7 separate regions of the Mus musculus genome follow, and regions 2, 3, 4, 5, 6 and 7 are each linked to region 1. A link is a contact called in public promoter capture Hi-C data. All regions are on one chromosome and are shown on one strand. The core of a region is the stretch at or near the end of the contact, and the rest is flanking DNA. Distances in the headings are between cores, read along the strand shown. Region 1 holds the start of Clpx (caseinolytic mitochondrial matrix peptidase chaperone subunit). Region 2 holds the start of Tpm1 (tropomyosin 1, alpha). Region 3 holds the start of Lactb (lactamase, beta). Region 4 holds the start of 2300009A05Rik (RIKEN cDNA 2300009A05 gene). Region 5 holds the start of Iqch (IQ motif containing H). Region 6 holds the start of Rab8b (RAB8B, member RAS oncogene family). Region 7 holds the start of Aph1c (aph1 homolog C, gamma secretase subunit).

Region 1 (3,211 bases), core at 638-3,137:
TGGTGGCGCACGCCTTTAGTCCCAGCACTTGGGAGGCAGAGGCCAGCCTGGTCTACAGAGTGAGTTCCAGGACAGCCAGGGCTACACAGAGAAACCCTGCCTTGAAACAAACAAACAAACAAACAAAAAGTCTGTCTGTCCGCTCTTTACTACTTACAGGACTCTATCTCTCTTTCTACCTTATAGGCCCAGGGTTGAAGTCAGGTTGTCAGACTGGGCAGCAAATACTTTTATTTGCTGAGCTATCTTTCTAACCCATTTGTCAAGTCCATTTAAAAAATATATACATCAGCTGGGCGTGGTGGCACAGGCCTTTAATCTGAATCCAAGGCCAAGACTGGTGTACAGAGTTCCAGAGACCTGGCTTGCCCCTGCCTAAAGACTGCCGGAACTAAAGTCATGTGCTATAACCTCCGGGCTGAAGCTAGAATTCTTTGACTAAATCTTATCAAGAACTCCTCCTGTCTAAAACACGTACCCTTTTTAATGCTGTTGTCAACCAAATTTAAACATGATGAATTTAATACCCCTAGTACCAAACTGTAATACCTTAAGCCCTCAACGAATGTAGGTCAAACAATACATTAAAATTATGTTTCTTTCCAGTGTTTACAAATCAAACCTCTGGAACTGGGACACCTACTTGAGGTGTGGCAATGTTTTAAGACTAAATCTTACACTTACGTGTCAATACTAAATGCTTCCGCCTATGTTACTCCATTTCATGTGTATTATAAACTGCCAATTATACAGTTAGTAGACAATGATGATTTTAGAATTAGTCAAAAAAAAAAAAAAAAGGAAAACTGCTTTTATTGATCCAAGGATCGTCATGAAAAGACATCTGTAAGTTCAGAGCCTAACAAGACCTAGCCTTACAATCTGATATGCATAGACTTGTGGGAAAGAAAAACGGGTTTCATTCCCGGAATCTCTTGGCAGGTGTGCACTCTGTCACAGGTCCTGATGAATAGAGAAGCAAAGTAAACAAGAGCCACTCCACTCTTAGAGGCTGATCCCAGCTGTCAAGCTGGGGAAGCGGGCGAATGACTGTTGCTAAATTTAAGTATTTCAGGAATTCCAGCGGTCGTTTTCGCCCCACCTCCCCGCTGCTTTCTTGGGACCCCAAGTTTCCCAAATATCTTGGGACCCCAAGTTTCCCAAATATCTGGAAGGCCAGCGAGCTGTGTTTACGTCTTGTCGTCCCCGAGACCGCACAATGTCAGTGACACCCTTGCGCTGCCGGTCCAGGCGACTAGCCCGACAACCGGGCACAGACTCCCCAAAAGTGACAGGCCCCAAGAAGGGCTGCACGGGGGACACTTTTAACGAGTGTTGCGTCGCACTCGGTTGTTCTCCCTGAGTTGAGGCGAGATGGCCTCATTCCAGCCCCCAAACTCCGAAGGCCCGAGAGCTCACAGGCCAGCGATAGCCCACCGGGTTTCCTTCCAATCCGACAGCCAGGTACTCCAGAGGCTCGTAGCGCCTCGCAGCCTTCAAGCCCTCCTCTCCCCCCGGGATCCCCACAGGTTCACTCGCCGAGAGCCCAGAGCGGGCACCGGCTCGGGACTACTTCGTTACCTCTCTGCGCGGAGGTGAGCGAAGTGGTGAGAAGCCGGGCGGCCGCAGCGCCGCAGGTACAAGCGCCGCAACTGGACATCTCCGCGGGGCCTAGGCCAGGGCTTCGCGCCCTGAGGATCGAGGGGGCTCAGCGACCCGATCGTGTCGCGCGAGTGTTCCGCTGACTGGCTCCGCTCCCTTCCGTCGGTTCTATGCTGGCGCAGCGTTTTCCCCACCAGGCAGCCAGGCCTGGACGATCCCAGCGTCCCACCGCCTTCTACTCACCGGAGTAGGCTCCTCCCCTCCTCCCCTCCCTCCCTACTCTCCCCCATTCCCCGCCCACCCCGGCCGGGGAGCGTGCGCGCGCTTGCGTCCTAGACCCAGGAGGAGGCGTGAGTTTACGCTGCGCATGCGTGGAGACTAACGTGATTCCAGAGAATGGGGCGGTAACCTGGGCACCAATGAGCGCGCTACGGCAAGCGGCGAACCCAAAATTTTGCGGTCGCCTAATTTCTCGGGAAGTCTCTTTATTCGGATGTTAAAAAGTTTTAGACCCAAAGAGACACGCGCCGTGTCGGGAGTTGACCCTACGCTTCTTAGGAGCAGGGGAAATAAAAGCGCAAAAAGGTGAGGATCTTTTTTAAGTGATCCGAAAACTAAGAATGTAATTCAGTGGTAAAGACCATAATCCCACATAATAATTATAAACAGACAGTAACTACCAGGCGCTTGCACTTCGGCAAGTTCCTTCCTTCATGGACTCTATATCCTGGCTTCCTTTATGTTCGCTGTTTCGTTTCATTTGCAGCATGGAAATGGTCTCCTAATCCCACTCCCACTCCGAGCAACAAGCTGGATAGAGCTAGCTTTCCTTGCTCTTTCAAGCTTTGTGATGATAAAGTTTTCAGTCGGGGCTAGTTGCCTGTGTGGATTTTTGTTTTGGTTTTCTGAGCGAGGGTTTGTCTGTGTAACCTTGGCTGTCCAAGAACTCCCTCTGTAGACCAGGCTGACCTCGAATTTAAGAGTACTGCCTCTAACACCATATGGGTTTTATTTGGGTTTGGTTTGGAATTTATGCCAGAGTAATTATATATATATCATCAACTCTAGCCGCCAAATTGCTAGGTGGCCTGGAACTTGTTCTGTAGCTGAAAATGGCTCTGAACATCTGATGCCTGTGCTCCCACCTCTAGATGAGACTACCGAGTTGTACCACACCCTGCTGGAACCTTTAGACAGAAACTGTGAGGAAAGAGAATTAAGCCAGGATCAACACCAGTTCACTTACATTAACCAGCGTCAATCTCCAGCCAGAAAAGTGACTTCCAGTTCCCCGGGTCTAGCTCACAGAAGGGGAATTCCAGGTGGTTCATACTACTACAGGGTTCTTTCTTAGAGAGCTGACTCGTGGTAACACCTCATGGTAAAGTTTCAGAGATGAAAGAGAATTCTTGTCTTTCTTCACTAAGACCCACTCCTTCTTCAGCTGCATCCAGGAATACAGTTGTGAGGAGAGACTCAAGTCCTCTCAGTATGTTGCTTTCCAACTGTGTTCTTAGACTCTCTCAGAAGCTCTCCCTCCATGGATGCTGTGAGCAAACCAAGAGGGCTGTCTCTGGCTTCTCCCGCCCAAAAAGAGAAGTTATGGGTT
Region 2 (2,958 bases), core at 350-2,849, 1.8 Mb before region 1:
GATCAGGCATCTCTCCTCCTTGGGGACTGGCTTGAGGTAAACTTAAAGCGATACGGAGGGACAATCCTCTTGTCTTCAGTGCTGAGCTGGCTGGCCCCTTTCCCTCTGCAGAGATCAGGCTACAGATAGAACCATTTCCTTAGCTAATTTGTACCATGTTTTCAGCACCAGCATCCAAATGCCTTACAGAGAGAGACAACTCCCTGTAAGGATCCAAGCAAGGAAACTGGACTAACAAGATGGCTCAGCAGGTAAAGGAGCTTGCTATCAAGCACAAAGACCTGTGTTGGATTCTTTTTTTTTTTTTTTTTTTTTTTTTTTTTTTTTTTTTTTTTTTTTTTTTTAGATTTATTTATTTATTATATGCAAGTACACTGTAGCTGTCTTCAGACACTCCAGAAGAGGGCATCAGATCTCATTACGGGTGGTTGTGAGCCACCATGTGGTTGCTGGGATTTGAACTTCGGACCTTTGGAAGAGCAGTCGGGTGCTCTTACCCACTGAGCCATCTCACCAGCCCCCTGTGTTGGATTCTTAAAGAGTTGCTCTCTGACCTCTACAGTCCACCAAAGCACGAATGCACCTCCATGACCCCGCCCCCCAAATAAGTAACCGACTCTAGTAAAACATGCAAATGAATAAATGGAGGGAAGCTACAGCATTGAAGCTGTTACAAATCACAGCTGCCGATGACTAAAGACCAGACACACACACACACACACACACACACTCACACTCACACCACTGACTCCCACAGGGAAGAAAAACGCCTAGACCGCTACACACTGACACACTCCCTCTGCCCTTTCCAAAGCACAGCGCAGGCACTTTTGGGCCTTAAGTCCCTAAAGTATTTTACTACCCACCCCCAGTTTGGTGAAAAGACTCGAGACTGCCTGTGTGTCACTATGTCCACTATCAGGGGCAGAGAGACAGGGTCTCAGGAATGGCCCTCAAACCTTCCTCCACCTCTATTTCTCTGCTCTGGTTGAAATGTCCAGACCGTGAGAGCCCAGGACGACAACTGGTGAGTGGGCTGAGTGCTGCCACAAGGACCCAGCTGGGTACCGAGAGCTCCCAGGCCCAGAGGGGAGGGGCAGTGGCCGTGACTGGCAGCCCCCGGACCTTACAATGAGCAGCACCCCAGGACCTGGAGGCAGAGTGAGCCGGTGCGCACACACCACCTGCCCTATTCCGGGTGGTTCCGGGCAGGCTCTTCTGGGGACCTTGACCGCCAGACGATGGCTCTGAGAGGTGGCTAGAGACTCTCGCCCAGTGCCGGGCTCCTCTCCAGCGAGGTCCCGGCGCTCTTTCCCAGGCGTGCAGGTTTAGAAATAGGACGGCCTCGCCCGGCCGCGGCCTCGGAGGCTCGGGTCCCCATATATAGTCATATCCACCGTCAACTGGGAGGCCGGCAGGCGGCAGCGAATGGGCGTGCGGGCCCCCGCGGGAGGAGCGAGGAGGGGGCACGGGGCGGAGGCAGGAGACTGGGAAAGGGGGAAGGAGGAACAAGCTTTTCCAAAAAAGTATTGGCTGTCCTAAGGAATGCGGTCGCCCCCCTGGGAAAGTACATATCAGGGAGCAGCAGGCAGCTCCGCGCTCGCACTCCGGCTCTGCTACCCCACCGCGCTCGCGTCTCCTCTCGCTCCGCTGCCTAAGGGCCCCTCGCCACCGCCACCATGGACGCCATCAAGAAGAAGATGCAGATGCTGAAGCTCGACAAAGAGAACGCCTTGGATCGAGCTGAGCAAGCGGAGGCTGATAAGAAGGCGGCGGAAGACCGGAGCAAGCAGGTCTGCATTTATCCCCAACCTCCAATGCCCCAGCTTAGCGTGGGTCGCTCAGCCCCGGGACCCGAACTGGCTCCCTTTCCTCATCCCATCCCCAGCCAGGGTGTCCAGGGGCGCACGTTTAAAAAAGAAAAGGAGAAGCGCGAGAGTTAGACTGATTCTAACTTTTCTGTCTCGTCCGAGGACGCTCGTGGCCCTTCTCTGACTCCCACGGTCTGCGAGGTCCACTGAGCTTCTTCCCTAGAGAGGCTCTTGACTCTTAGGGTTGGGAATCAGTTTTGAAAGAGGAAGAGAGAAAGGATACAAGTTCCCGGGTTGCCTGGAGGGAAGGGTGGGGGAGCGGAGCAAGGCTCAAGTCCTAAGGTGTCCGAAGTTCTTTGGACTTTTTGGTTGGGGAGAAAGATCCCTCAACACGGGATGAAGACTTTGAAGGGAAGAGGAGGGAGTCACTGAATTATTTCCTAAGAACAAAGATGGGACAGAATGGGAGACACACGGAAAGCTAGCCAAACAAGGACATGTTTCGGCAGTCCCTCAAATTGAGAACCTGAGCTTGCTGTCCTCGGCCGGCCGGAGCGTGTGGTCCCGGGTTGGGGGGTGGTGTGCGAGATGAGTCACTGAGTGAGATCTCTGGGAGAGATATCTTAGGGTCCCTTGAGCCCCAAAGCAGCGATCCCTTAGCCCCAGGGCTCCAGCCAACCTGGCACCCATTTGTTATGTGTCTCCCACCCGGTCCATGCCGGCCGCCCGCGCCCGCTCGCCGCTACCCCAGCTCGAGGAGGACATCGCAGCGAAAGAGAAGCTGCTGCGGGCGTCGGAGGACGAGCGGGACCGGGTGCTAGAGGAGCTGCACAAGGCGGAGGACAGCCTCCTGGCTGCCGACGAGACCGCCGCCAAGGTACCCCGGGCGCGCGGCGAGGCACTGCACACGAATGGCTAACTCTTTCTCTTTCTCTCTCCCTCCCTGTCTTTCCCTCTCTCTCTCTCTCCCGCTGTCCCTGTCCTTTATGGTCTATGCACCCTCAACCCGCACCTTGCGGGATCACGCTGCCTGCCGCACCCCACCCCCTCCCCCTTCCCCCCTCCCCGTACTCCACTGCCAACTCCCAGCTGGAAGATGAGCTGGTGTCACTGCAAAAGAAACTCAAGGGCACTGAAGATGAACTGG
Region 3 (2,964 bases), core at 301-2,800, 1.7 Mb before region 1:
ACAAAGCCAGACGCAGCTGGACACCAGACCGTACTCCATAGCTACGCAGGGCAGAGGAAGCGGAGCTCCATGGGATGTGGGCAGAGGTGATGGGGTAGGAGGAGAGAGCGAGCGGTGACAACTTGAGCTGATCAGGAGTGTGGACAGTCACAAGAAGCAGAAAGGGTTTTGGTCCACATGAATCCACCCATTTTGCTATTTGGCACTTATGACGTGAGGCTCCTACCCTCTGCCACAGACTGGGGGACAGGAGCTCTGTTTTCCAGTGGTGGTTGGAACAAACAGTAACTGCGTTTGGAAACTCTGATCTTTCTCAGGCAGGTATTTTGAAGAAAGATAGGGTCACTCTAGCAACGCAGCCTTGAGCTGTGAGAAACTGTGGAAGAGTTTCCTACTCAGGAAGAGAACTGAGAGTAGCCTGGCTAGAGTTTGCTTCAGAGAACAGGACTGGGTGTGGAAGGGCAGCTGTAGCGCCCAGTGGACCCTGGCCATGTAATAATACTAGCTGCAGCTGCATCCATCGCACCACTGGGAAGCTGATTCACCGCCCACGCCTCTGATCGTAGAACCCTTCAAACCCTCTGACAAGAGAGGAAGGCTGAGAAGGTACATTTCTGGGCCATCACCTGACAACTCTGTAGATTTAGACAAATCCCTTAGCCTCCCTTTACTCCAGTTTCCTCATGGAACTGATGTCAGACAACACAACCAATCTCCAGAGCAGTTACGATGATTAATGTTTGCTAGAATGATTGTCACTGGGCAGGAAGGCGAGTCAAGACATAAAATTCTCCTAAAAGAATGAAAAAAACCCACATCAGGTTTGCTTTTTCCCACTTTTGTGTGTGTGCATGTATATACATGCATATTAGCATTTGCCTGAGAACGTCCCAGACTATGTTGGAAACCATCTATAATTGCGCTTCTAACTTTGGATTGAGGCTGGGTTTCTCAATCCGTTACAGGTAGGCGCCATGCCCACTGGGCATTTTCACCCGGATACTGGGGATTTGAATTCCAGTCCTTGTGTTTGCATGGCAAGTGTTTTAACCACTGTGCATCTCAGTCAAACAAAGGGGCGAGTGTTGTTAACATAGGCATAAGGTGGCAAGAGGGTGTTGCTGTGACAGGAGACTTGTCTAAGGATATCATGTGTGTTGTGAGAGAGAAGAAGCATGGAAAAGGAGAGAGATGAGGAGGAGAAAAGGAAAAGAGAGGCTTGAGGGACAGGTAGAAACTAAAGTGGGAAGGAGAAAGAGGAGAGAATCAGAAATAAAGAGAGGGAAAGAGAAAAGAGGATAGAGGGAGGAATGTGGGATGCGAGAGAAAAAGAAAACAAGAGAGGGAGGTTAGAGCTAAAGGGAGAGAAGAGAGAGGAAAAGGAGAAGATAAAAGAAGGAAGAAAGATATGAAAAAGAGGGAGGGAAAAGAAAGCAAGAAAAGGAGGGGTGGAACCAAAGAGGATTAGTAGCCAGAAGGCTAGAAAGGAGACGAGGACCAGGCGCTCGATGCGCTCGTCGCTCACCCACCCGGCCTTGACTGAGAGGTACTGTAAAGCCCCGCCTCAGCCCCGCCCCCTCGTCCCGCCCGCCGCGGGCCAAGCCGGAGCAAGCTAGGAGGCAGCCGGCTCTGCGGAGGCAACATGTACCGGCTCCTGTCAAGCGTGACAGCTCGGGCTGCGGCCACCGCAGGCCCAGCCTGGGACGGAGGGCGGCGCGGGGCGCACAGGCGACCGGGCCTGCCTGTGCTGGGCCTTGGTTGGGCCGGCGGCCTGGGGCTCGGGCTGGGGCTGGCTCTCGGCGCGAAGCTGGTGGTCGGGCTGCGGGGCGCCGTCCCCATTCAGTCCCCCGCGGACCCCGAGGCGTCCGGCACTACCGAGTTATCGCACGAGCAGGCCCTGAGCCCGGGGAGCCCGCACACGCCTGCGCCGCCAGCAGCCAGGGGCTTCTCCAGAGCCATCGAGAGCAGCCGCGATCTGCTACACCGGATCAAGGTGCGGGCCCAGTGGGCGTCAGGGCGGCGGCTTCCGTTTTTCTGACTGCCTGGCCGCGGGCTGACGCTCTTAGGGCTGCTCAAGTAGCAGCTGAGGTCACCGGTCGCGGAGGGGCCCGCCCCTTCCCCTTTAGAGTCCTGTGCACTCCGACGGCCAGGGCAATCGGAGCAGAACCATTGCCCTCCTGGTGGGCGGGACCGCAGAGTGGGCGGAGTCAGTCTACTTTTGAACCACCAGGGTCTTTCTTTTCTCTTAGGATGAGGTTGGTGCCCCCGGCATCGTGGTTGGAGTTTCTGTAGATGGAAAAGAAGTCTGGTCAGAAGGTGAGTTCAGCAGGTAGCCCATTTTGTTATTGGTAAAATAAAATACTGATGTTTTACAGGTTGGAGTTGCAAAAAGTGGCACATTTGTAGAGACAATGTATCCCTAGAATAATCAGGCTGTTTTATTTATCACTGGAAAGTTTAAAATGTAACTAACTGGGCTAGGAGTATAGCTCAGTGGAAGCTCACTTGCTTAGCCTCCATGTGTGAGGGCAAAATAAAGTAAATAATTAAATTGTGTGACTCAAGTACGTGGATGTGTTCAAAATGCTGTTTCTTCTCCCAGTTTACTCTTAAGAATTGGTCTGAAAATGGAATGTAGAACAATCCATTAAATTACCACTATTACATATTAGATAACCCTTATTAGTAACTAAAATGTCAGTTTCTGCATATTTTTATTCTTTCATTCTGTAATTTTTTTATTCCCCACTTCTGTAAAAGGCACTATACCAAGTATTAAGAATACATGATATCCCTGGTCCTTAATGATTTACAGTTTATTATTACATTTACTAGACAGAGTGTTACCTGTTTTGTTTTTAACGACAAGCTTGAAGTGGTTTGGGATGGAGCTCAGTTGGTGCTTGCTTTTGGGTACAAGTTCTGGGTATAATCCCTTGCACCACATAAATCAAAGTGGTATGG
Region 4 (2,981 bases), core at 388-2,887, 1.9 Mb after region 1:
GTCACTGTTTTGCAATACAAAACAACAGCAACAAACCAGTGCTGAAAGCCCAGTGCTCCCCTCCCTACTCAAGAACAGCAAAACCAAGGCAACAAACTAGCTGTGATTCTGTTGTGGTGCCACTTTACCTATGAAACTACTATTAAAAAATTAATTTTATAAATGTTTAGAAATAAACACATTGTGTTTATAATTTTCTTTATATGTTAGAATTCTGTGACAGATTTTGTCTGAAAAAGGGCTCCATTGCTTTTAAAACTTTACTTTGAAAATGACAGTTCTGCTGCAGCTCCCTACCTCCCTTCAATAGTCCTCCTAGCTATTCTGCATATCAAATATATCATGACTTCACCTAATCTTTCTTTAAAAATCGATATCTAATAGAGAATCTTATAAAGTTCAAACTATTTGCATGACTGCAAAACCCCCCTAAATATTTAACATATTTGTGGAATGAACTCAATGTTGACTAACCCAAAACTGGTGACTATAAAAACAAAAATGTTGCTGGAGAGATGGCTCAGTGGTTAAGAGCATTGGCTGCCCTTCCAGAGGACCTGAGTTCAATTCCCAGCTACCACATGGTGACTCACAACCATCTGTAATGGGATCTGATTTCCTCTTCTGGTGTGCATGAAAATGGAGCACTTGTATACACAAAATAAACAAATCTTCTTTAAACATCACACTATTCTACATCCTTCTTGAATTTTCAGCAAATAATTGTTATATAGTTCCAACACAGAGAATTACTTCATTTGCATATGGTACTTTCCAGAAACCTCATCCTATTTACTCATTCTCCCCACAAAAATTGAGGACATATAAGAGTAATGATACTTTAGACATGAGGTTGTATGCTAGCAGAAAGTCTGAGAAATGCTTCCCTTACACTTTCATGGGTAACTGAGATTGTTAAAGGTTGGTGACTGCCAATTCCGGTCCTAGTATTTACTGTGTTCTCAGGAGGGAAGTTTTTCTGAGCTTTAGGGCACTAAATGAGAAAACATAGGACTGCTTTTCGGGTTTTGGGGGTGGTGGTGCGGGGACAGGGAGGCAGTTGAGACTTGCTCTTCTATGTAGCCCAGGCTGGCCTCCACCTCCCCATCCTCACATCTCAGCCTTTTCAGGGCTGTGATTCCAGGCAAGCGCCACATCTGGCTTGGGACCCTATCTTGCACTATCTAGGTAGGATTCAGTCTGGACAGTGAACACGACTGTGAGGACATCTGCACATACGTGCAGTCTGAGGTCACCAAGCGTCCAGCCCGGGCAAAGGCCAGGCCTTGGTGTCAGCTCACTTTCCTGTGCACACCTCAAGCACCTCAGCATCCCTGAGGATTTCCCTGGAGCCCAGCGCCTGACAGCCAGACCGGGTTTGTCGCTGTGGAGGATTGTTTTAACATTGTCTCCCTGCTCCGAGGTTACCTGAGGCCAGAGGTGACAATTTTCCTGATCTGCGCAGTCGCTCCGCCCTCCCGTCCCGTCCTGTGCGCACGCGCCGCACCTCAAGGCGCTCTCACCCGCGCGCTGCCCGCTGGGTGTCCCCCGCCCTGGCCTAGGGTGGTGAGGGGAACACGCATGCGCACACTCGCCTGACCCCGCCCCCAGAGGCCCGGCCCCAGGGGCCCAGGGCCGGCTCCCCGGCGTGCCCCGGCCATGGAGGCCCTGCGGAGGGCCCACGAGGCTACGCTGCGGCTGCTGCTGTGCCGGCCCTGGGCCTCGGGCGCCGCCTCCCGCCCGAAGCCCCGCGCCTCGGAGGTGCTGACGCAGCACCTGCTGCAGCGGCGGCTGCCGCACTGGACTTCCTTCTGCGTGCCCTACAGTGCGGTCCACAACGACCAGTTCGGCCTGTCGCACTTCAATTGGCCGGTGCTGGGCGCCAACTACCACGTCCTGCGCACCGGCTGCTTCCCCTTCATCAAGTACCACTGCTCCAAGGCGCCCTGGCAGGACCTGGCCCCGCAGGACCGCTTCTTCACCGCGCTCAAGGTCATCAACCTGGGTGAGTGGCGGCGCCCTCGTCTGACCCAGGCACTCCTCCATCCCAGGGCGGCCGCTGGCCCACAAGCACGCTGCTCGCTCTCCAGGGCCGGCCCTTCGCATCCCCGGTGGGCTGCTTGCAGCACCCCTGAGGTCGTGCCCTGCCACTGTCCACCCGGGAGAACCCTGCCCAGGGCAGCGAGGAGTGAGTCCCGACAGTGGCTCCGAAGTTGCTTAGCAAGAGTCATTCCCGCGCTCATCACCAAGAGCCTTTGGAGGACAAAAAACTGGACGGACTTTTAAAGTTTCTTTGTCTTTCTGTGAAATCTCAGCAATTGTGTTTTGCTAAAAGCAGTAGGTTCTCTCCAGACATCATATTTTCTCAGGTGCTAGACTTAAAAGATGCTGTCTTTTAAGATCCTTTAGTATCTATATTCCTGAAGATAATCTAATTCTGACGGTCCTCCTGCTAGATGTGTGTGTTCTGTGGTCTAATGGCAGAAGAGTCAATATCACGGATTGTAGATGTGACAGCATTTTATAGATTAGGGAAAAATTCAAGTCCTCAAGATGTTTCGGACCTATTAATAGCTGCTAAAAAAAATATTAACTTAGATGTCAGTCACTCAAACTCTATACAAGGAAGCAGAACCAGTATAATCCAAATAGTTTTTTTTTAAATATTGCTGTCTAGGGATTTATTAACTTTTTTATTAGATTATTTTCTTTATTTACATTTCAAATGTTATCCCCTTTCCTAGTTTCCCCTCCGAAAATCCCCTATCCCCTTCACCCTCCCCCTCCAAATAGTTTTTTTTTTTTTTTCAATCCAAAATTAACACTAAACTCTGTGTAGCCGTACTAGTGTTACATATAGTCTGGTAGTTCATTCAATTTAATAAAGCATGGGCATTTCTGCTTATAATAACTCAAATAGCACTTACGGGATTTTTGAGCCATTGTCCCCCTGGAAAATCCAGGAAGGAGATTATACACCA
Region 5 (3,235 bases), core at 576-3,075, 1.7 Mb after region 1:
GCTCGGCCGCATTTGCAAGCCAGCACCCACGGTCTCCCAGGACACCTCTTCATGTGCCCCCTTTAAGGCTCAGCAAAGCCTGAGTTAAACAGGTGATACGCTTTTATAATAAGGCCAACCACTTATCCAATGCTTGCCACGTGCTGGCCTGTGGCCAAACATAATCCTCAGCCCACAGATAGGAAGATGAAGGGCAGAGGTTCAGTGACTTGCCCACAGTCAGAGCCATAGACCTGGCCAGTGAGCTGCCTCCTCAGCTCTAGCTCACTAGTCTCTCTGACCTACATTTCAGAGCTCATTTTGGGGTGGGGCTGGGGTTTATCTCTGAGGTAGAGTGCCACGCTCAGTATGCACAGAGCAGTGGGACTAAAAAGCAGAAAACACACACACACACACACACACACACACACACACACACGTATATTCGCGTATGCACAACAAAGGCAAAAAAAACAAAACAAAAACAAAAACAAAACCCTGAATTTTATAGCCCTTAGGGTCCAGAAGCAAAAGCACTGGGTGCAGTAACACCTCAAACTCATTTTTTTCCGGGGAACTTTCACCTCAGAAAGAACTCAAGAAATGTAACTGCAAGTGAGGGGGCACCCAACAAATATCATGTACACACAAGTATGCATGTATGTACATTACACACACACACACAATCAAGGGGAGGGAATCAAGAACGCCCACAGCTCTCATCTCTAAGGGAGTAAGCGTTTATTCTGGAGCCAAATATGAGGGATCATGAAAAGGGAACAGGAATCAGGGGTGCCTCAAGTCAAATGTTCCAACGTGGCAATAACAATTCCATGGTGTTCTTATAGGAACAACAAAGCTACATATCAGGATGTTCTAAAAATACATTGAGGGGAACAACAGGTTGGTGGATTACAGCACATCGTGGAAGCCCTTGCTGTAGGCCTCAGACACCAACTGATAAAATTCTTAGCCTTTGGGTTGATGGAAGCTAGGGGGTCTGTTTGCTTATTCCCAAAAGGACTTTACCTGATAGTCAGAGGATATTAGGTCAGACACAGAAGTGGGCAACAAATGGCTAAGAAGGAGACTAGAGACAGTCCACGAGAATCTGGCTACAGTTATTAAAATTCCAGCTCTCCACAATCACAGGAGTTCTGGTCAGTCCATCATCCTGGCAGAACACTAACGCGCGTGCATTTTTTGTTTGTTTGTTTTTTTGTTTTTTTGCTGAGCACTTCAGTTCACAAGAGGAACCACTACCCCAGCAGCAGGGGCATAACCCCCAAACACAACACCGCAACTCCAGCGCCTTACATTCGTCTAAGAGCACAATTTCCGGGGTCTTGAATATCATCTTAGGGGGTGCTTGCCACCACCCCTGAGGCGGGAGGTCAGAAACCGGCCTCACTTTACACAGGCAGAAGGTTAAGCGCCTGGCGCCGAGACCTGCGGAGGAGCCGGAGCCTAGGGCCCAGCTCGGGCAGAGCCCGGGAGAGGTCGCCGGCCCTGCGCCCATGGCTCTGAACTGGGCCTTGCAGCCCGGCTCAGACGTCGGGTTACTCACGTTGCACCAGCCGGTCCCCGGTGAAGGTGGCGGAGCAGCTGGTAACCAGCGCGCAGGGTACACCGGCAGCCATCGCTGCGGCAGAGCGGGTTCCGCGCCGGCGCTGCTTCCGCCTTGGGCCGTACCACTGCAGCGGGCACGCGGGGGAGATGATCCGGGCACGCGCGCTGGGCGGGGCCGCGCGCTGGGCAGCCGAGGCTCCGGCTGGCCCTCACACCCCCCTTCCCCGCTCCTCCAGTGGAGCGCGCCGGTCGCGCGCGCCGCGTTGCTATGGTGACGGGTGCCCGCACCATCTAGGAGCGCTCCGCAGGAGGCCATACCTCCGGAGCCTAGTGTCTTCTGCCCTCCTTAGTCATGGCGCAGGCCCAGGAGGACAGCGACCCCATTGGATCCATCCTAATCCAGGTGGGAAACAGGCCGGGCTGGCGGCCGCACAGACCTCCCCTCGAACCCCGAAACCTGTGATCCCAAGCACCACCATTTATTCTCTCGGCCCTATAGCAGGAAACGCCTACACTTTAGGGCATCATGCTCTGGGGGTTGAACACAGGACATGCTAGCGCCAAGCAAGTGCTTTACCGCTAGGCTGCATCACCTGTCTTCCTTATACTTCGGGCCCAGATGGTCATTGACTGTCTTGGAGCACCCTCTACAATCCAGGCAGGCCTGGAACTTGTGATCCTCCTGCCTCAGCCTCCTGAGTAACTGGGATTATCAATCTGTACTAGCAGGCTGGGGTGCTCAAGGCACCATTTAAAAATAAATTATGAAATGTTTAAAGTCCATCCATGGCTTGGGGATGTGAAGGAGAAACAGATTCATCATTAGGAGGTGGTGAGAAGTTCGAAGAGAACGTGAGCTATGGGACCCGTGCTTCTTAACCTACAATAGTCACTGCTTGCTTGGGAACACACACCCAAGCTTTTTTTAAAATTTTTTTTTCTTCGAGACAGAGTTTCTCTGTGTAGCCCTGGCTGTCCTGGAACTCACTCTGTAGACCAGGCTGGCCTCCAACTCAGAAATCTGCCTGCCTTTACCTCCCAAGTGCTGGGATTAAAGGTGTGCGTTACCAAACATATTTTTAAGATCACCTGGATTACAAAACAACATAAAAAATGAAAACTTGGAGAAATATCTTATTTATAATCTAGGGAGAAAGCTCTCAAAGACTTGACTTCTCCAGTGTAATTCAGTTTGTGACAGTTGAACAATTTTTCTGAAACAGCTAGGTTGGTTTGGTTTTTTTTTTTTTTTTTTTGCTTTGTTTTGTTTTGTTTTTTTCCGTGTTTAGGTATGGGTCCCTTTAAGATGGTCTCACTTTAAGAAGTTCTGTAAGACCCCCGATGCTGGGCCTCTGCTCAAGTCCCGGGATGAGCTGGCCAACACCCCAACATCTCGAGAGAAAACCACACCTGATGCAAACTGCAAGAGGTTTTATTATCAGCTAGCTGAGGACGAAGTCCCTCCACAGTGCAGGGCAGGGGAGTTCGACCCGAGTGGTGACAGTAGGGGGCTTTTAACAGCTAGCTGAGGAATTGGGAGAGGTGTTGGGAAGAGTTGGGAGGAGAGCTGGGAAGAGTTCTTCTCTTCTGGGTGTCCTTGGTGAAATTTACAAGGCAGGTGTGGGGAGTGAGTTCTTTCTGAATTTTTATCTCCGTGTCCTCGGCACAGGAAGGCAGGCATCTCTGG
Region 6 (3,145 bases), core at 346-2,845, 1.6 Mb before region 1:
GTCAGGCAGGGCCCCTTTAATACTCTTAAAAATGGAGGCATCCAAAAGAATTTTTGTTGGTGTGTGTGTATGTTAGGACAGTTGGTATTTAACATATTTTAAATTAAAACTGAAAAAGAAGCAGAGATGAGACAGAGACTTCTGACAAGATAAAGCTCCTGGTCCCCCTTAGCCACTCCTTCCTCATGATCTGGATAGTAAACCCTTGTCTCACAGGGGCTTGATCTGGCTGGGTTTCTGCCACTTGCAGATAAAAGAGCACTGAACAATAAAGAATTAGTCTAGGGTAATAAATAATGAAGGCTTGAATTGAATACATCAAAGTGCTATTTCCTCCCTTCCTTTTGCCACCCATTAATTGAAAGCCTCCTGAGGAGTGATAAATTTAAACGCAACTAACACCTACACTTCACAGCACCTTACCAAGTTTCAAAGTGCTTTCACACTCAGTATTTAATTTTCACTACAACCTATGAAGTAGTTTGTTTTTCATTCGTCTTTACAGATGAGAAAACTGAGACGTGTCAAGCCTGTGAGACTTCACACAGCTGTGAAGTGGCTTAGCAAAGACTAAATCCAAATCTAAATCTCTACATCTTCTATGGCCAAAGTTCCCGTCACCTGTCTCAGGTGGCGCTATTTTATAAGCTGTTCGTAGCACAAGCCTTCCCACATCTTTCTTCTCTTCTCTTCTCTTCTCTTCTCTTCTCTTCTCTTCTCTTCTCTTATCTTATCTTCTCTTCTCTTCTCTTCTCTTCTCCCTCTCTCCCCTCTCTCCCCTCTCCTCTCTTTCTTTCTTTCTTTCTCTCTCTCTCTCTCTCTCTCTCTCTCTCTCTCTCTCTCTCTCTCCCTCCCTCCCTCCCTCCCTCCCTCCCTCCCTCCCTCCCTCTCTCTCTCTCTCTCTCTCTCTTTCTTTCTTTCTTTCTCAAGAATTCATCCTCCCGCGGTGCGCGAGGCGGTATCTATGAAGCAGAGCCTCTAAAATGATCATCGCATTTGGCTGTGGCCTGTAGTTCAGAAGGCACAAGTGGGAATGAAATTAGCCCGCTAACATCACTCCTTGAGCTCTATAATTGAAGGGCTGTGGAAGGGGGCCTAGGAAATGGGCGGGAACGGGAGAGGCTGGGTAATACTCTGCAGCTAATTCACAGACTTCGTGAACCTTTGCATCTCCAAAGAAAGCTTGCCGAGCTCCGGGTTCAGGCAAGTAGATGAGCGAACTGCAGGACTTAGATTCCGAGGTCTTGGATTTGAAAGATGCCCATAAACAAAGAAACAACAAAGTCAAGTTCCCTTGGCAAAAGAAGAGGAGTTTGAAACGAAGCGTCTTTTCCCTGTAAGGATGGAAAGTCTTAACACACCACCCTACATCACTCAGATTTGTTATCCAGGGAGGTTGTTCGGACAGTTTGGGCGAGGCACGCCCGCGGCTCTCCCAGAGTACTACAAATCCCATAAAGCCTCGCGGGGCGGAGGGTGATGACAAGGCGCGGGCAGATTGGCTGGGACGGGGAGGAGCGAGCCTGTCGCCTCAAGAGGGTGGGGCGAGAGGCGGGGCGGGGCGCGGGTGGCTTGGCAGACACGCCCCCTCGCCAGAGGCCCCCCCTCCGCGCTGCTTTCCACCGCCTCCTTGCTCTTGGCGGTCAGAGAGGGCCGGAGTGAGAAGATGGCGAAGACGTACGATTATCTGTTCAAGCTGCTGCTCATCGGCGACTCCGGCGTTGGCAAGACCTGCCTCCTGTTCCGCTTCTCAGAGGACGCCTTCAACACCACCTTTATCTCCACCATCGGTGAGGGAGCGGCCGCGGCCCGGGACGGGAGCTGAGACGAGGGGGGCGGGTGCCTGGGGGCCTGGGAGAGGGCACGCGAGGGCTTGGCGACCGGAGAAGGGGACCCCGAAGGGCCGCGGAGAGGGCAGTGAGAGCCGGAGAGGCTGAAAGGGACGGATGGGGATGCGGAACTGCGGACGGACGAAAGGGAACCGGAGCAATCGGAAACCAGGGGTGTTGGGGACACGAGGGGGCTCCGGGGCGGCGGCGGCAGCGGCGTCCCAGAGGGACGGAGTCGGGGGAACACAGGAAATCGTACGGAAAGAGAAGGAGGGGAGGGAGAGTGAATACGAACGTGGGTTAGAAAGACAGGAAAGAGGAAGGAAATGTGAAGAGGGAAATGAAGGTTTGAGGACTCAAAGAGGGGCTTCAAATGAAGTAAAGGGGCAGAGGACACCAGGGACAAGAGAAGTGAGACTAGGAGGCGGTCAACAGGGAATTGAGGGGAATGACTGACTGAATGATCAGGAGGCAAGCGATAAAACGACATTGACTCTAAAGGTGTGAACAGAGATGCCAAGAGAAAATGCAGAAGATTGTAGGTGGGAGAAGGACTCAGGAGGACCCGAGGGCGACTTGAGGCTACTTGGTGGAGAAAGTGAAGGCGAGCTGAGTGTTAACTAGAAAGGAGAAGGGGAAGCAGGGGATGCAGTGCAGGGGTTGAGAGATCAGAGAGGAAATGGAAAACGCGGGGCTCAGGACTTTCCCTAGTAACTGGGAACGCTGGTTTCCATTTTCTCTTGACATCTTTGAATCGAGATTTAAAAAGTGACTAATGATGGAGTAATGTCTACGGGGTGTTAAAAATCTTTTGAGTGTTTATAGGAATTAAAGGGGCTGGGGACTTTGGGAGATGATGTGGTTAGAAGAAATTTATTGTTCACCGCCTTATTCCGTGTCTTGGGAAGCAGCAGTAAGTTTCTCAACTTTGTAAATTCTTGAGCTCGTGTAGTTGGTAACATCCAAGCCAAGTGATTGACTGTACATTCCGCCTGCCTCCCTGTGTAGTTTCCTTTGATTCTAATTACTTTGTAGGTGAATCATAACATACTGTATATTTCCCAATTACTTCTAATTGACTCAAGAAAAAAATTTCTCACTCTTCACTGGGAGCTGCTCTTGTATCTTCAGTAAAAGACATTGTGTGCAGGTAAACAGGATCTTTAAGTTGTAAACTGAAGAACACATCAAAACTGCTTTTAAACCTTCAGTAGGATGACCTTAACATTATTTCCTTTGTTAAATAGCTGCAGTCCAGTGGCCCACTCACTCATCAGCTTTTTGGTTGTCTGGCCTCTAATACTAGCTTATTTAAA
Region 7 (3,052 bases), core at 44-2,543, 1.5 Mb before region 1:
GCTGTGGTTGTTTGTCCTGAAATTTAAATTCAGATATGATTAGAGAATGCCTTTAAAATTTTTTAAGTTTTTGGAGATCAGGGCTGTTAGTGGCACAGAAACCAACTTGTCAGAACAACTCGTCAGTATTTCATTATTCCTTTTCCATAGGGGATGATTCACCTGGGTCATACCAGCCCAGTTGGATTTTTACATAGGATGGGAGCCCCACATTCCTGCAACCACGGACACAGAAAAAATACTTACTTTAAAGGAACCGTGCCCCTGTCCTGCTGTTTACTTCAATTGACCTTCAGCACAAAAGTGGCCTGGTAATCTCCCTTAGACCACCTTACAGTTGGCCAGCACCAGGGACAATGTGTACCCACAGGCAAGAGGGCTGGGGCACAGCTTTTAAGTCTTCAGTGAGCCACGCTTTGGAATAAGGACCTGCAGCGCTGGCAAGTCTGAGGCTTGGTGTAGCCCTTTGCCTCTCGGAGGTCTAGGCGCCCGCCCAGTTCGGCGGGCAACTTTCATTGCCCCAAGAAACCTAGAGAAGAAACCTTGAAGGACCCCTTTCCATTCTCAGCACCCCGAGTGCTCTGAAGAACTGCCCAGCCCTCAAGGCCCCGCCCCGCAGTCTGACGGCACGTGGAGTCCCAGGAGGCCGCGTTGCTGCCCAGCCTGCCCGCACACCGAATCCTTCCAGGCTGCACCTCCGCTCTGACCGCTTGTGAAGCCCCTCGAGGCCCTGTCCCCTGCGCTGTACGCACGCAGAGACACTAGAGGCCGCCCCGGTTCTGACAGCACGTGGAGCCCCTCGAGGAACCGCCTCTCTGACAGCTTCTCGATGCCGCTGCACAGGTTCTAACAGTACTCTGAGCCTCTCAAGAAATAGCTTCCCGAATCCTGCACCGCCATTCGCTCTCAGCGCCTGGAGCACCTCCTGGAACTACCTCCCGAGATCCGCCTGGACACCCCTCTGCGACTGACCGTTGTGCGATACAGGCTCTGTTTTTCGAGCTCCGCCCCCGCCCAGTCCTGCCTTGCTGTGGAGCAGCTCGAGGACCCGCCTCCTCGACTCCACCCCGCCCTCTGCAAAAACAAGCCGCGGAGCATCTCAAGGCACTTCATCTAGAGCGCCGCTCCGCCCTCTGCTCTGACTGGCTGTGTCCTGCACCGCCCCCAGGCTCTGATTGGCCAGAAACCGCCCCTAAGGCACCGCCTCTCGTACGTCCCGCCCTCCGCTCAAAAAAGCCTTGGAGCACCTCGAGGCCCCGCCTCCCGGGCTTTGCTCCGCCCCCTTCTCTGATCGAGCCCGGAGTACCTGGCAGGCCTGCCCCGCCCCGCATTCCGCTAAGAAATCGTCCCAGTCACCTCGGATCCACTCAGGTCCCCCGGGACTGGCTTCTGTGGGTACCATGACGCTGCCTGTGTTCTTCGGTTGCGCCTTCATCGCCTTCGGGCCCGCGTTCGCACTCTACCTCTTCACCATCGCCACCGACCCTTTGCGCGTCATTTTCCTCATCGCTGGGTGAGGTTGAGCCGAGTCCCGGACACCGCGGGTCCCTCCCTCTCCTGGGTTTCCACGACCCCGGGATCCCCATCTCCCAGTGGCTCCCAGCTTGTGGGACTGTCCAAGACTGGGGGGAGGGGGTTCAGGCTGAGCAGGCGAGTCCTGCGGGTCTTGGCTTCTGTGGAAGATGGGAATAAGTGGATACATTCGTGTATGGAGCCTTAGTCTTTCCGTAGGAATTTCTCATTTCACTCAGTGCTCAGCGGCATCGAAGAGCTGTTCTCACTCTCTGCCATTAAAGACACCTGGGGATCAGTTGTCCACCTCCTCAACCCCCGTTCTTGGACTCAGAATGCCTGTGAGGAATTTGGGCTCAGATTTTTCTTGTAGGCCCCTGGGTAATGGTTGGGGTGCAGCCAATGGTGAAAGCCTGAGAAAACCGCTGCAACACCTGACCAGTCTTGCTGAGAACTTGGTAAATATCTAACTCTGCTGGTGACTGCGGTCTTGATCCCTTTGCACCTGCTGAGACTGAGTTTCTGAGACTTGGCACCCAGGCAACTCACTGGCTAGCCAGGAACTCCAGCCTCTCTGCGTTCTTTTTTCCTGTAATAAATAGTGCTCCTTCGCTGTTGGCATTAAAAATCAATAGAGTCTGTTGAACGTCAAGCTTGCTGTGTCCTTAAAGTCCACAGGAAGGTTGTAAGAACCGGGCCTGGAAAACAACTAGACCACAGCATGGGTTTTCAACTTCTGAGTTTTCCATGGTGCACACAATAAATACAGGTGTAGGTGTTTGTTTTCCTTCAGAAAAGATACTTATCTTTACAGACAGCTAAGCCATTAAATTCACATTTTCTAGGATATGAAAATTGTAACAGCCACTGGTTATATGTTTCTATGGCACACCAATGAGGCAAAGCAGTAACCAACTTCCTCGTTGCCAGTCCTTGGCAGATAGTGTTCTGGTGTACACAGACAGGGTCACTGAATCGTCCTTGTTGAGGGCATCTGACGTTCCTCTTGGACTGTTTTTTCACTAGGAGGAAAATGGACCATTGATTAGCAAATGCTGATTCGGAATACCATGTGAAGGGGTTCTTTCCTAAAAAAGATCAAGATATTTGTTTCCTGTGCTTCTGTTAACTCGTGACTTTTGTCTTCTACGTTCCAGTGCTTTCTTCTGGTTGGTGTCTCTCCTGCTTTCGTCCATGTTTTGGTTCCTAGTGAGAGTCATTACTAACAACAGAGATGAATCAGTACAGAATTATCTGCTCATCTTCGGAGCGTTGCTCTCTGTCTGTATCCAAGAGCTGTTCAGGCTCGCATATTATAAGCTGTTAAAGTAAGTTAAATGTTTGTTTTATTTTCCCAGTTAGACTTGAATTATGATTTGGTGGTTGTTACATTTCTAGCCTGAAAATTGTATTTAAATTTATGACCTGGCTTGCCTGCCTGCCTGCCTGTCCGCCCGCCCGCCCTCCCACCCTCCTGCTCCCCTGCTCCCCTGCTCCCCTGCTCCCTTGCCTTTCCCTCCTTCTCCTTCCTCCCAAAAGT

What was found. Promoter capture Hi-C pulls out the DNA fragments that hold promoters and counts their contacts.
Region 2: a promoter capture Hi-C map of pre-B cells shows a contact between it and region 1, with 2.9 times the contacts expected there. The contact joins the promoter of Tpm1 here to the promoter of Clpx in region 1. A contact is called at or near these places in 2 of 39 promoter capture datasets (erythroid cells and pre-B cells), 1 of 484 Hi-C or Micro-C datasets (CD4 T cells) and 1 of 9 other capture datasets (liver).
Region 3: a promoter capture Hi-C map of erythroid cells shows a contact between it and region 1, with 37 times the contacts expected there. The contact joins the promoter of Lactb here to the promoter of Clpx in region 1. A contact is called at or near these places in 2 of 39 promoter capture datasets (erythroid cells and pre-B cells) and 1 of 484 Hi-C or Micro-C datasets (pre-B cells).
Region 4: a contact with region 1 is called in a promoter capture Hi-C map of erythroid cells, with 29 times the contacts expected there. The contact joins the promoter of 2300009A05Rik here to the promoter of Clpx in region 1. A contact is called at or near these places in 2 of 39 promoter capture datasets (erythroid cells and liver) and 2 of 9 other capture datasets (adipose tissue and liver).
Region 5: a promoter capture Hi-C map of erythroid cells shows a contact between it and region 1, with 18 times the contacts expected there. The contact joins the promoter of Iqch here to the promoter of Clpx in region 1. A contact is called at or near these places in 2 of 39 promoter capture datasets (erythroid cells and pre-B cells).
Region 6: a promoter capture Hi-C map of pre-B cells shows a contact between it and region 1, with 4 times the contacts expected there. The contact joins the promoter of Rab8b here to the promoter of Clpx in region 1. A contact is called at or near these places in 2 of 39 promoter capture datasets (erythroid cells and pre-B cells) and 1 of 9 other capture datasets (liver).
Region 7: a promoter capture Hi-C map of erythroid cells shows a contact between it and region 1, with 12 times the contacts expected there. The contact joins the promoter of Aph1c here to the promoter of Clpx in region 1. A contact is called at or near these places in 2 of 39 promoter capture datasets (erythroid cells and pre-B cells).

Annotation. Positions count from the first base shown.
Region 1 is chr9:65,292,936-65,296,146 of GRCm38.p6, reverse strand. It overlaps Clpx (caseinolytic mitochondrial matrix peptidase chaperone subunit), which reads right to left and starts at 1,887. Exons shown (of 14, transcript NM_011802.3): 1 at 1,582-1,887. The coding sequence starts at 1,660. It also overlaps the pseudogene Gm16218.
Region 2 is chr9:67,047,854-67,050,811 of GRCm38.p6, reverse strand. Tpm1 (tropomyosin 1, alpha) reads left to right here and starts at 1,599. Exons shown (of 10, transcript NM_001164248.1): 1 at 1,599-1,793; 2 at 2,901-2,958. The coding sequence starts at 1,680.
Region 3 is chr9:66,974,070-66,977,033 of GRCm38.p6, reverse strand. Lactb (lactamase, beta) reads left to right here and starts at 1,550. Exons shown (of 6, transcript NM_030717.1): 1 at 1,550-1,993; 2 at 2,250-2,316. The coding sequence starts at 1,643.
Region 4 is chr9:63,397,900-63,400,880 of GRCm38.p6, reverse strand. It overlaps 2300009A05Rik (RIKEN cDNA 2300009A05 gene), which reads left to right and starts at 1,637. Exons shown (of 2, transcript NM_027090.1): 1 at 1,637-2,005. The coding sequence starts at 1,660. It overlaps Gm16759 (a long non-coding RNA gene), which reads right to left and starts at 1,564. Exons shown (of 5, transcript XR_003948339.1): 1 at 1,429-1,564.
Region 5 is chr9:63,601,083-63,604,317 of GRCm38.p6, reverse strand. Iqch (IQ motif containing H) reads left to right here and starts at 1,825. Exons shown (of 22, transcript NM_001311098.1): 1 at 1,825-1,951. The coding sequence starts at 1,901. Aagab (alpha- and gamma-adaptin binding protein) reads right to left here and starts at 1,672. Exons shown (of 10, transcript NM_025857.3): 1 at 1,547-1,672. The coding sequence starts at 1,619.
Region 6 is chr9:66,918,155-66,921,299 of GRCm38.p6, reverse strand. Rab8b (RAB8B, member RAS oncogene family) reads left to right here and starts at 1,595. Exons shown (of 8, transcript NM_173413.3): 1 at 1,595-1,790. The coding sequence starts at 1,667.
Region 7 is chr9:66,832,947-66,835,998 of GRCm38.p6, reverse strand. Aph1c (aph1 homolog C, gamma secretase subunit) reads left to right here and starts at 1,293. Exons shown (of 6, transcript NM_026674.3): 1 at 1,293-1,513; 2 at 2,670-2,840. The coding sequence starts at 1,401.